2 separate regions of the Xenopus tropicalis genome follow, and region 1 is linked to region 2. Evidence: chromatin contacts called from public Hi-C data. All regions are on one chromosome and are shown on one strand. The core of a region is the stretch at or near the end of the contact, and the rest is flanking DNA. Distances in the headings are between cores, read along the strand shown. Region 1 overlaps phldb1 (pleckstrin homology-like domain, family B, member 1). Region 2 holds the start of phldb1 (pleckstrin homology-like domain, family B, member 1).

Evidence for each region. Hi-C and Micro-C count contacts between places; a contact is called where the count stands out from the background.
Region 1: a contact with region 2 is called in a Hi-C map of neurula embryo, with 1.7 times the contacts expected there. The contact joins the enhancer-like site here to the promoter of phldb1 in region 2. A contact is called at or near these places in 2 of 5 Hi-C or Micro-C datasets (gastrula embryo and neurula embryo).

Annotation. Positions count from the first base shown.
Region 1 is chr7:80,743,401-80,747,370 of UCB_Xtro_10.0, reverse strand. The region is part of intron 7 of phldb1 (pleckstrin homology-like domain, family B, member 1); the gene reads right to left. Among named protein-coding and RNA genes, the nearest start is that of phldb1, 41 kb to the right of the region's middle. Within about 2 kb of position 2,675, at least 3 of the 11 cell types and tissues checked have an H3K27ac peak or open chromatin away from gene starts, as enhancers often do. A contact at or near this core is called in neurula embryo, where this site is marked.
Region 2 is chr7:80,702,872-80,706,721 of UCB_Xtro_10.0, reverse strand. It overlaps phldb1 (pleckstrin homology-like domain, family B, member 1), which reads right to left and starts at 1,859. Exons shown (of 24, transcript NM_001130332.1): 1 at 1,612-1,859; 2 at 1,081-1,161.

The DNA.
Region 1 (3,970 bases), core at 1,426-3,925, 40 kb before region 2:
GTTTTAAACATGGCTCCTGCAGAACATCCTCCAATTTGGATTTTACAGTTGCATTTAAACGTACGACTGATATCTAAGCATTTGTTGGAAGAAGACTAAAATCTGAATGTGTATGGCCAGCTTTAGTTAGATAGCAATATTAGTGACTGGAGACAACTGATAAGTATTCCTTATTCTGTACGTAAATATTAGCAATTAGAGTGACCCTGAGAAGTCTTTCTACAGACAGTCATTTTATTTCAGAATCCCTTTTTTAATCACTGTGTTCTTTGAGCATAACTATTTATAAATATTTAGAGATACATATCTGATATCTATATCACTGATCTCTACAAGCTGATTTTAGCAATACAGTCTGCAGAACTTGGCAATGCTTTGTACGACTAAGTCAATACGTTCCTAACACTGCAGATTACAGATACAAGGAAGTATGGTGAGAAGGTGAAACTGCACACAATACATGCTTTTGGGCAGCACCCATTTCAAATGCACAATGTTATGGAACTTTATTTTGTAAAAAATAGTAGGAACTTATTGTAGTGGGTTAATTTAAAATGATATGTAAATGTAATGCTTTAACTTATGCTGCTTTTTCTTTACTGTACCTTATTTTGGCGTTTAACTTTCACACACACACGCATAGCTGAGTGACCTTTCGGAAAGGCAATCAATATTACATAAGAGACATACTTTAAGAGAAAGACAAACAAATACAAAGGAAACTTTCAGTGTAAACATGAAGGCCCCAAATCAACATAAAATCCTACCTGTAGGATTCCTACCTGCATTACAGACTCACCATGCCCCGGGGCTGTATATTATCTGCTCCTCCCTTTCACGCCTCTCACGTACATAGCTGCATTATCAGCTCACCTGCACACCTGCCTGCTTGTTCAGCATTGCCACCCGTGTTCATTCCCCCCTCCCTCACAGGGGAGCCATTTAAATCTTACATGCTGCCGTGCATGCAAGTAACATGTAAGTAAAACACAGTTGCTATGTGTGAATTTGTTTTTCTTAAATCAGGACAAAATTTAAATTGTATAATAGAGTACGTACAATTCCTTGCCAAGTACAGAAGAATGTCTTCAGTCAGTGTGCTTAAAAATATCTATAAATCAAAGATAATCCCAACAGGACAGAGACTGGCCATAGATAAAAATGTATACAACATAATTAGTAGTACTATATAACAATGATAAAAAATGTCAAAAAATTAATCTTTAGGGCACAGGCACAAGGGCCCACAATAAGTTTTCTCTACTGCAGGCGACTAATCTCCCTGAAATGCCATCCCACTGGCAAGAGTGTAAATTCTTTCCCCCCATGTTCCAGTGCCCTAAAGATCCATTTTTTTAGGGTGAAGACACACTAGTAGCAGCTACTTGTCATGGCTACTACTAGTACTAGTAGCAGCTACTTGTCATGGCTACAAAAATAGACAATGCTGATTATTTACTGATTATTGTCTCCATGTTTGTTTTAGCAGAGGCAATTCTCAGTACTGTCCATGGCAGGGTATTTTCTGGCATTTAGTAGCCGTGACAAGTAACTGCTACTAAATAGCTCCATTTGTCTTCACCCTAAGGCCTGATGATAAAACCCTCTGTAACCTAGCCTTTATTTGACAATCTCTTTTCACGCAAAGAAAGGAGCAAGCAGCAGCTAAGCTTGCATTCCTCTAACAATGCACATCCTGACAGATCCAGGCTACAATACAGCATGGAGTGTGTGACTGCCATTTGTCCCTAATCATGGTGGCTGTCCTTGTTCTAGCAGCAATGGTTACTCTGCATGATTACCCATGGTTAATTCAGGACACAATATTCTACTGGGCACCTTGTTGCCCATGTAAATTTGAGCTCATGGGCTCATGGATGGGTGATCATGGGTGGGCTCATGGATGGGTGATCATGGGTGGGCTCATGGATGGGCTCACTGCAAATACGTTTCCATTATATAGCCCTTTAATTGTGGTACCCCTAGCGGTGCACTTGCATTAACGCTCAAACATGCATCAGTGAGCATTTTCGGGGAATAACCCAAAATTACCAGCAGTGTACTCTTTCAGCAAGTTTTTAATTTTTTTCTAGGGGAGTGGTCAGATTGCCCTCCCCACTGATACTCTCAGTTGTAAATACGATGCACCAAATCATTTCAGGTATGCCATTCTTGAAAATGACTAGCTAAGTTGCCAATAAGGGTTAAAGCCATGATAACAAACTACAACCAACCAACATAGCCAGATAAAGTCCTTGAACAGAAGACAAACAACATGTTTGTAGCTAAAACAAAGCAAGCAATGAAAAACACATTGTTATGAACAGCTTGTACAAACATAGTCTGTTTTTACAGACCAACACCTATTCGGCCATAACATTTTTAATGTGGATGATTTATTTGGCTTTCTTATGAAAAAATGTGGTTTTGCTTATTCCTTACTGTTTAAAAGAACTAAGATAGGTAACAGTAATGTAGATATGGAGTGAATGATTTATTCAGTTTTTGCATGAAAGCAAAATACACTGAAATCATAGCTGCATATAATGCATTGTTTGGTGGAAAAGGAACTGGTTACCAAACAGGTGCTTTGGCCCCACTGAGAGCTATGAACCGGTAATGGATCTAAGCAACGAGATAAGTACCTTGCCGTTTGATTGGCTTGCCGTGCTTGCTTTCTCTGTAATCTGATTCTTCAGTGTAGCAGTGTATGAAAGTCAGATTGTAATCTGATTCTACCCTGTACGAGAGTGTGAGTCAGACCCCACATTTTATATTAGTAACACATGAGTCTAACTTGCAGGAATTTGCAGGAATGTCAGACTGGTTCTGCTTTAAACCAAACTACAAGAGACGAGGAGACTAAACAAGCCAATTGTTTTACAGGTTACAGTTTTTTGTACAGCTTGATTCTGTTTATTAAAGGGCCTGATTGGCACATACAAGGAAACACTAACAGTAGCGAAGGATAATAATTATGGATTATGGACCAGTGTTTGGCTAAGAATTTTGTTCAAATCCCAACATATTTTGACAGATTCGAATGTATCCTAAAGCTGGCCATATGCATTAAGATCTGCTTGTTTAGTGAGGTTGACAAAGTAGCAGATTCCCTTTATTGCGGATGGAAAGGCTTTTCGGGAAGATTAGTCGCCCACCGTAGCAAACATTTATTGCGGGAGACTTGTGTTACCCATAGGACATTACCCTAAGGTAGGAATGCACCAAATTTGCATATTTACATTTAAAACTAACACCACAAAGAGCGGATTCTATGCCTGCAGTTAAAGGAAAAAGAAAGGTAAAGTCACTTGGGGGTGCCAAAATGTTAGGCACCCCCAAGTGACTTTAACCGCCTACCTTTTACCCCGGGCTGGTGCCGCTGTCAGGAGAAAACAGCACCAGCCCGGGGTAGCTGCCGGCGCTTCCTCCTTCCGGCTTCGCTGCGCGCGCATGCGCAGTAGAGTGAAAAGCCGAACTTAAACATTTAAGTCGGCTTTTTCGCTCTACTGTGCATGCCCGGCCACCGGCAGTTTAGGAAGTGGAAAGCGGAAGGAGGAAGCGCTGCGCTCCAGGTGCCCCGGGCTGGTGCTATTTTCTCCTAACAGGGGCACCAGCCCGGGGTACAAGGTAAGCGGTTAAAGTCACTTGGGGGTGCTTAACATTTTGGCACCCCCAAGTGACTTTGCCTTTCCTTCCCCTTTAAGCACAGGCTGAGAAACCTCGTTTCGTACGATATTCGGTGCGTGTATGGCATGTCGGCGAGTCGACCGATATCGCAGGAAGCTGCTGATATCGGACGACTCGCCGATCGGCCAGGTTAGAAAATTTTGATCGGGCGCCATAGAAGGCGCCTGACCAAAATCTGCCGTCAGGGCTGAATCGGCAGAAGGAGGTAGAAATCCTGTTGTTTCTACCTCCTTATCTGCTGTTTCAGCCCTGACTGTGTGTGGCGGATCTGACGATGTTC
Region 2 (3,850 bases), core at 610-3,109:
GCCTCTCTGGCACAGCCTTTACCCCTTACTGTTAATACAAAATCCCTAGAACACCCAGTGGCACACAGTGGAAAAGCAGTCACATGGTCTTGCACATAGTGGATAATGTAATAACAGGTGAAAATCTGCTGCAGTTGTAGTCACACATAGCAACCAATTAGCAGGTTGCATTTACTGGTGTGCGCTGGGAAGCAATCATCTTATCAGTTTCTATTAGTTTACATCCCTTTAAATGTCACTATATTCCCTTTTACAGACCTGCATCATTCACTGTTAAATTTAAACAAGTTTGGTTTTTAAAGGATCAGATGCTTGGCAGTTTCTCAGCGTGGTAACACTCTATTACACAATTTGTTTTCAACTTCCCATTGACTAACAATTATAGCTAAAACTCATGGTTGGGGAAAAGATAAATAGTGTGGGGGAGAAAAACAGAGAAAAGCAGAAAGGGGGTGACAGAAATGGATAATGACAAAAGACGACAACAAAGGTTATATTAGAAAAAAAAAAATTGGCAGGGGGCCCTTTAATTAGAGAAAATTGGAAAGAACAGATGTAAAAAGTTTGGAACTTAAGGAAGAAAGCACCAAAGTAAGACAAGGCATATAAATCAGAACACTTCTTTTTTTTAAAGTCTTATCCTGTAATTAACAGCTAATTACAGTGTGTGCTGAGATGAGACTAGGATGTAATTAGTACCACATACTCGCCCTCCAGAACAAAGACAGTGGGAGGCATCCCTGCATATTGAGCAGGACTATATATATATAGAGAATGTTTGAATATACATAAATGTGATTAAAAGTGACTCACTTTCTCTCTGTAGGGAACAGTCAGTCAATAAACCCACATTAACATTTTGCACAAACAAACCAGGAATTCGCCCAACACTTACCTGTCCACCCCTCCCCTGATGCCAGCAAGTGCAGGCAATTCTGTGGTAAAACTCAGTTAGGGGACCCCAGCACCTTTCCATATCTCCCCCCTGAAATGTGGGGAACCAAATGGCCGCTCACCATGCCTGTTGACTTATAGGAAAGTAAAGTTACCACCCGTTCTAAATCAATGCCTCTCACTTACTGCTCTGCCTTTTTCTGTAATTTGGGCAGGATGTGGCGAGGGGAAGAGAGGGAGGAGAGGAAGCATTCCACATCCAGGAAACTGGGGGTGGAGGTACACAGAAAAATGAGTAAGTGTATGAGGGGTAACAAAAATAAATGTAAATACATTTAAAGTTATACAAAGCATGCTATATTACTGTTACAATAAGTGACCAAGGAGAAACAGTGAGGGGCTCAACGTAACAATAAATGAATATTTATATGCAGAAATGAAATAGGTCACAGAGAGTGTTCAGTTCGGGACAAAATGAAACTAGACCAGTAGTAACCACACAGTCCAAATATTTTTAATAATCTTATTTTCATAGCTATTATGCCCAATATCACTTCCACTAATTTTGGTGTGGAAAAAATAAAGTAAACTAATAGCCCTTATGTCCCTTCATAAACCAATATTTACCAAAAGACCGAGAGTAAAACCTTAGGTGTAAATTTCTATTTTACAGCCATTAAGAAAAGAGTAAACCCTGCAAAAGGGTTAGGGTCTTACCCAATTGTTTAGATAATAACAAAATCACATGAAGCTCTGTGCAGATTTATCAGGAAAGGACAGTAGCCTAAGTAAAATAGTAAAAAAAAGTAAAATGCAGTTTTTTGAAGACCAATCAATATCTGACTAAACTCAGATAATGTTCAGGGAGACCATCATTTTGGCTCCATACAAGTTGCCGACACTGGTCTGTATATGGCCAACAATAGTGTGTATATGGCATTCTTAATTATATTCAGAATTAAAATGTTACCTGCTATAGCCAATTGGAACATTAAAAAACATGAAATATTTAAAATGCTTATTTCACGCACATTTGCCTGGCCTATGAGCGTTCAAGCATTCTGAATGCCAAGTCAAAGACACTTACAGTACAGAATGTCCCCAGGCCCTCAGGTGTAATACCTTGTAAATGGCACAACATTCAATTATTAAACACATTTTTATCTTTCTTTAATATTTGCTTGGTGTCCTTCTTTATATTCTATCTGGCCTAGATACATCTATTATAATATCTATTCATAATATCCTGCTTTACAAATCCTCTTTTCTCTAAATCCACTAGTCTAACCTCTTCCTCACCCAGCTACTGCACTCTATCGTTGCCTGGCATATCTATTTTCCTCACCACCCCCCAATCTCTTGGCTGAAAAAGAAATCTCCCTTAATTATATATTTGTGGAGACCTTGTAAGGATTTGTATTCGCACATGACATTACCTCATGTCTAGGTCTCAAGAAAAAAACCATGCCAAAATGCATCCCCAGGTTACCATGACAATAAGTTTTTCCAGACATACTCGTCGCAGCTCTGATTGCCTCTAACTACTACTCCATATAAGGACAGGTCAAGATAATGCTTTTGCTTCTTTAAAACAAGTGATGATTGCAATGTGGTCTTCTGAACATAACAATAAAGATGGCCATACACACTAAGATATGCTAAGGGAGGGGATATTGGGCTAATTCGGTCATTTGGCTCTGGGACCAAACGATCGAATTGGAATGATGGGTATAGGCATCAACGAGCCAATGCGGTCCCCAATCCGACTAATTTTCAAACCTGCCCGATCGAGATTTGCCCAATTTCAGGCCAGATGTCAGTCGGCAGACCCGTCATTAGTGCCCATACAAGGGCAGTTAAGCTGGGATAATTTATAAAGAATACGCAGCACAGAACAATAAATATGGTCTCATATGTTGAATTCTAATTCAGATTTAAAACAGTCAAAATGGTAAGCCAAATGCAGAAAATTTTGCTACCTTTAGCCACAGCAATACTAATCAGTTCCACAAGACCACAGCTCTTAGCTGACATTCTTAACAACCTGTACTAATATATTAGCACTGGGGGCAATATATTCAGAAAGGTACTCATTAGGCATTTTAAATAGAGAAATCTTTACAGAAGTTTATCATATCGGATTTGTTTAGCTCTTCGTTATACAAACAGAACTAATCAGGCAGAATCTATGCTGAGAGCTTTAATAACCTGCACAATGGAATACTGTGCTAGGGCTAATAACCTTTAAGAATGGTAGACAGTTCTAGGGCTAAGAAGACCTATCCTCACAAAATGATAGCTTTCTTTAATGATTATGGGTATAGTCTATAAAAACAAGAATGGTGTTGTACAGTGCTTTTGTCGGTTGTAGAGCTTCTGGTCACAGACTGTAAGAAAACCTGGAACAGGACAAATAAAATCTTTTAATATCCACTGCTATCAAAGCTTGTAATGGCTGTGCTAGAAGGTTTAGACCAAAACATATGTGGCTGATGCTACCAGGAGATTAATAAATTATACTGGACTAGACTAAATCTCTATTTATTATGTGCTATATTGATAGGAGCAGTCACAGGTTTCTGTGCAAGGAAACAAACAGACCAGCAGCAATTCAGGACCAATGAAAGCCAGCATGCAAATACATTGTCTTCTACAAACTACTGAAATTGTATTAAAGGAAAAGGGAAGCTTGATTAACTTGGGGCTGCTAAAATGTTAGGCACCTCTCAGAGAATCCAACTGCTCAGTTGTTTCACCAGGACGATGCTCCTTTTAGCAAAAAAAAGCTTTTACTCAGGAAAAAAACAAAGAACAGAGAAAATGTTACACTTCTGTGCAAGCCCAAGCCCAAGCCTAGGCCCAAACTGCTGATACCCAAAAACTGAATTAGCCTTCCTTGTCCTTTAAAGCTTGCAGTATATGCAAGTATGTGCAAGCCCACGTGTATGCAAGGAAT